Regions from separate parts of the Hordeum vulgare genome. Here region 2 is linked to region 1. A link is a contact called in public Hi-C data. All regions are on one chromosome and are shown on one strand. The core of a region is the stretch at or near the end of the contact, and the rest is flanking DNA. Distances in the headings are between cores, read along the strand shown. Region 1 holds the start of LOC123449167 (probable 4-hydroxy-tetrahydrodipicolinate reductase 2, chloroplastic). Region 2 has its middle 5.2 kb from the start of LOC123451573.

Region 1 (2,876 bases), core at 215-2,714:
TAAAGATATTTGTCAGATAGAAGCATGTTTGTACATAACGAATTGGAAAGAAATTTCTGTAGCAGTGATTTCTCGATTGTAGAAGCTACCACAATGATAAATCATCCCAAGCAAGTTATAAGATGTCATAAAGCAAAATAAAATAATAAGACAAAACTTACAGTTCACAGAATCCGGTGCCGTGTAGTCCACCACGACGACATCTGGGAATTCGTCAATGACAGATGAAAGAACATCTTCTCTTGCAGAAGGGCCATATATCTCAATGTCTGTATCACCAATTTGTATTGTTTTATCAAGGTTCTCTCTACTACTGAATGAAACAGGAACTAGGTGAAGACCCCTTGAAGTAGCTGCCTCAGCAACAGATACCCCCATTTTACCAGTGCAGCCATTCACCTACAAAATTGAACAAATGAAAGACTAAGTAGTAAATATTACAGTACTAAATAAATTCCTCAAGTAATTGTCTAGCATGACTGTATGAGAATATATTCCAATTGATCTTGTACTAAAGCATTGTAGAAAATCGAATATATTCAGTAACTCTAGTCCATTGGTCTTATCCAGCCAGTTGTTGGACTGGACCTGTAATCACTGTTATTGACTATCCATGTGGCATCCTTAACATGTACAAGTAGGGAGTTGGCAAATTGGCCTACCATGCTATAAAGGTTTGGAACTCGGATTAAAAGAATTGTAACATGAGATCAACAAATTGTGAGCAGGACTGACCATGTCTTACAAGCGTAAGACGTTTTACGCTGATATTTGGTTGCTTCAAATGAGAAAGTGCCATGCAGCCATGGGAACTCGAAATCCAGTAACATAATGATGTAGCTTAATATTTGACGGCTGAAAATAACCTCCTTTGCAGCATAGGAACTCGAAATCCAGAATGATGAAAGGCAAATTTATAGCTGACAGAGTCTGATGCCTCATTGTGCATCAAGTAGACATACTGCATAACTAACTAGGAAACGAAGAACTTATGACAAGGCAATCGTGAAAGTTTGCCTACTCCGATAAAGTTAGGATTGCTGATTGCACACAACTGAATACCAGTGGCCTCAGCGGCATTCCGCCGAACAGGTTAGCGGTGGCGTGATAAATGCAGCCAGCGTACCAGAATCGGGAAGGAGACGCCTGCCGGCCGCGCGGTAGCCGTCTCTAGGGTTGTCACGGGTGGCGCGGCGCTGACACACCGCGGCGCGGCGAAACCGTCTAGGCGGCCCCGTCTCCGCCACGGCGGCGAGGGCGAGAAAGCGCGGGGCGGCGCCCGCACCGAGAGCATTTTTGCCTTGCCCGGCGGCGCGGCTGCTTGCACGATATAGTTCAAGGGGTGAAGCCGGATAGGGAGACCTGGCCAACGACGGTTTATCCCGGCGGCTCTGCGGGGCGAAAGTGTGACACCGGACGGCTAGCCACCGTTTATCCGTAGAGGACCCGTGCTGCCGTGCTGCCGTGCTGGGCGTGAATGAGCGTTGCACGCTATTTTTCTTTCATTTTTTGACGGAAAGGCCTACATAAGAAGTCGATGCAAAAAAAACTCCGACCCACGGACCTCATCTGGTCCATCGTTCAAACGGAGTAACGGACAGAGAGCACGACTCAACGAGTGACCGTATTCGTATTTTGTATCGGTTTGGCGTCCGGTCCACCCTATTTTCCTATTCGGTTTGTGATTCACATGACGTTGAACGGATGCCCACGCGTCCGCTTTGTGTCCGTCTCGAACCCGTGACAGCTCGCCACCTACCTCTCATCGTTCACATTTACGACGCACGCGCGGGCGGACCCACCTAGCAGCCACCCCATCGAGCGGTCGTCGTCCTTTTTAATGTGAAAGTCGTGGACCGGTGGGCCACACTTTCACTCTCGGCGACGCATGCCTCCTCGATCACGAGCCCCGACAACCAAACCCTAGCCCGCCGCTACTCCACCTCCACACCAACGACAATGGTGGGCCGATGGTTCCCCGACCGCAAGACGAGGCACGACCACGAGGGTGGGTCGTCGTCCGTCCGCCGTCGCCGCTCCACCACTCCACCTCTACCTTCACCTCCACCTCTGCCGCCCGCATTCCATATCTTGTCGGACGGGGCGACACCTCGGATGCGGTCGTACGCCAAGGAGGAGATCTGCAAGAGATACTAGGAGATGCGCACGCCGCCGTCGTGGAGAGACATGCACATCCCAACAACTAGCACCTATCTATAGATCGGGTGCCCATTTGATGACGAGATGATGTATATACTTCTCGCCCCTCGTTGGTTACCATAAGTGGAAGGTTGAGATGTAGTCAGCAGCAGGTTTTCCCTTACACGGAGACTGTAAGGTTTATCGAACTATGAGGACTCCTATGATCAACGAGTATGTGTCTTCCACCCTAGCGCTAGCAGAAGACATGAACCTGCACACACACAAATAACTTTGCTCTCAACGAGTACAGAGAGGTTGTCGATCTCTCCGGCCTTGTAGTTTGCAAAGGATCAAAACACAAGCGAGAATAATGATAGCGATTGCAACCGAAAAGTAAATGAAAGCATTAAATGATGAAGGTATAAGCAATGGTGGCGATATCGACCGGAGTCACATGATGTTCACTAGTGATGTCTCCCTCCCAAAAGACGATAAACAACTATGCTTGCGTAAACAAATTACAGCTGGGCAATTGACAGAATTATGAACACACCACAATGCTAATTATGCTACTTGAAAGTTAGAGGCTCAATAGTAATGGGCAGTACACCAAGACAAGTAGATCGTTTATTCATCAGCATCTACTTACTAATCATCCACCTTGAGATATCTATCCAGAACGTCTCGCTGGTATTAAGTTGCGAGCTCCACCCAAAGTGTAAACTCAAAGCAAC
Region 2 (2,876 bases), core at 116-2,615, 130 kb after region 1:
ATATATTATCAAATTTGGATTATGCGCATAAATATGTTAAATATGTATATTAAAATGTTCCTGATGTATAAAAAACGGACATTGTTGGTGAATTTTATTCCTATTAAAAATGTTCTTCGTGTGTTTTAATTTTTTTGATCAGATATTCAGAAAAGTGTTTAAAAATTGTATCTAAGAAAATATGTACATCATGTATTTGAAAAACAGTGAAAGCAGGGAAAACCACTAAATAAAGGGAAAATGAACAAAGGAAAAAAATAAGAAATAGAAAAACAATGAAAAACGACAAAGAAACAAAAAAAGGGGGGAAATGAATAAACCAAGAATGAAACAAAGGAAACCAAATAACCCGTTGAAGAAATAGAAACCAAGGTATTTTTTTGAGGTCAATAGTAGTTTATTTTATATGGGTAGGGCTACAATCCGATGGAAGGATTCCTTAATACGTAAGGTCCTATGTTAAGCCGCATAATTATAAGACCTATAAATTATAACAAGGATTAAAAAAAGAAAATAAAATCTATGAATAAATATTAAAAACAGAAAAAACCATAAGAAAAAAGACCAACAAAATCTGACCCCAAAAAGTAAAAAAGTTGGACAAGAAAACAACACAGAAAAACCCTGGGCCGTATGGTGAAAAAACAAACAAAAAAGAGAGAAAAATTGTTGTGCCTCAGTAATGGGCAGGCCCAGCCACAGCTACTTCACACGAGGGGAGGTAACCATTTCCCTATAAGCGAGGGCACGATTTCGTGGCATTTTCTATTTGACGCCACACGAGGGGAGTTAACGTGTATTTTTGTTAACTGGCCCCTTTGAAGTCCGAACTGGACGGGCCCATCTAGGCGCTTGTGACTTTTTTTAAAAACTTTCTATGAACTTATTTGTATATTGATAGACTTTTTAAAAATTTAAACGTATACTTTTTAAGATTGCTGAATGTTTTTCAATATCGATGAAGTTTTCAAAATTTGATGAATATTATTTTGTAAATGGATGAACTTTTTAAAGATTTATGAACTTATTTACAGTTCAATGAACTTTTTAAATAAATATATGAACTTTCTTTATTTTTTATGAACATTTTACAAATTTATTGAACTTTAATGAAACTTTTCTAATTTGGATGAACTTTTCTTCGAATTGAGGAACATTTTTCAAAATTGATAAACCTTTATTAAAGATATGAACTTTTTTCAAATGTATGTACCTTTCTTCTTTAAATCTGTAAACCTTTTCTGATTTTATATTTTTTTCGTAACAAAAAAAAATCAAAGGAGATAGAAAAACTGGGCAACAGTCTAGTGGGCCGGCCCTTGTTTGTAGCGCTGCAGGCGCCGGATCGTTAACTGGTGCCTGCAGCGGGCATAGGAACTCCCTGATTTAAACATTTTTTACATGTACTTCCTCCGTCTTATACTATAAGGACGTTTTGAACATTCAAATATGATAAAAAACGTTCATATATTATGGGACAGAGGGAGTACAGGAGTAGCTTGATACGAAATTACTATGGACATTTGGAGACCTCTTGTTCGACGCTCTAAAGCGTCAAACAGTATAGGCAACGCGTGAATGCCAGCGCCAATAGGCCAACCCTATTCTAGCGAGCTTCACTTGCACATTTTAGAAGAGGAACTATTTGGATGTTTTTTCTTCCCTTTTTGCTTTTATTCCAACAATATTTGGTGTATGTTCTATAGATGTATTAGAAACTTTAAATCATATATTTATAAAAATCACAACACATTAATTTTCTTTCAGTTTGTATTAAAAAAAATAAACGTATGTTTTAAAAAATACAACAAACACAATTGTTTTCACTCAAGGGCAGTCCTGAGATTTCGAGGTCCCAGGGCAAAAGTAGAATCGGAGGCCCCTTAATATATGCATCAAATAATAATTAATATATGTAAATATAAAATGATACCAAAAAACACTTATAATGTAGGTTAAAGCAATATTAACATTAAATAATTTATAACATTCAAATTTTCTTTTTACTGTCCTATATTCATAGTGATAGGTGAAAAAAATTCTTTAATGAAATAGGCCATCCACCATTAAGAATCAAAAGTACTTTTTCACCTAGTGACTCAGATCTCGCCTCTCGACGATAGAATATATTCATTGTTGGTGGGTGTAGCACAATGACATCTGAAAGCGAATCATTACATAAGAAAGGACACACCTGATCGAGATCAAACGAAGCATCACGGAGGGCGATGCTAGTATGGTGCGTTGTGTTCTGCATCATCATTTTTGGTTGCCCGGTGGGTTACTTGTGCGATAATGCGGAAACGTCTTAGCCTTCCAGGCCGACGTGCTACGTGCTATATAGCTGGGTTGCGAGCCCTCATACCGCGTACAAGAGGTTAGTATAGATCCTTAGAGATACAATCTTGGAGGTGAAGGAAAGCAAGAGATAAGAGATTAAACATTACATGAGTATCTACCTTGTCTAACTTAAACCCCCTTCGGTTGGAGATAAACCCCTTCAGTTGGAGATCCTCCTTAACACATGGCCCGCATCATCATATTATGTTTAACACCCTTCCTTAATCATAACCTTACCAAGTTGAGATTATGTTTGAAGTCTTCAAAACTTCTTGTAGGTAGATCCTTGGTAAAACCATATGCAACCTGGTCCTTTGAGTGAAAAAATCGAATGTCCAAAAGTTTATTTGCAACTCTTTCTCGGACAAAGTGAAAGTCTATCTCAATGTGTTTAGTTCTGGCATGAAAACTGGATTTGCTGATAGGTAAGTAGCACCTAGATTATCACACCATAAACATGGAGCTTTAGTGCTTCTCATATCTAGTTCCTTTAGAATGGATTGTACCCATATTATTTCTGTTGTTGCATTAGCCAA

The links. A called contact is a pair of places that touch in the nucleus more often than the background predicts.
Region 2: a contact with region 1 is called in a Hi-C map of leaf, with 5 times the contacts expected there. The contact joins the enhancer-like site here to the promoter of LOC123449167 in region 1. A contact is called at or near these places in 2 of 6 Hi-C or Micro-C datasets (both in leaf).

Annotation. Positions count from the first base shown.
Region 1 is chr4H:505,204,378-505,207,253 of MorexV3_pseudomolecules_assembly, forward strand. LOC123449167 (probable 4-hydroxy-tetrahydrodipicolinate reductase 2, chloroplastic) reads right to left here and starts at 1,465. Exons shown (of 8, transcript XM_045126273.1): 1 at 1,127-1,465; 2 at 162-399. The coding sequence starts at 1,294.
Region 2 is chr4H:505,337,411-505,340,286 of MorexV3_pseudomolecules_assembly, forward strand. No RefSeq gene overlaps it. Among protein-coding and RNA genes, the nearest start is that of LOC123451573, 5.2 kb to the right of the region's middle. Within about 2 kb of position 1,366, at least 2 of the 3 cell types and tissues checked have open chromatin away from gene starts, as enhancers often do. A contact at or near this core is called in leaf, where this site is marked.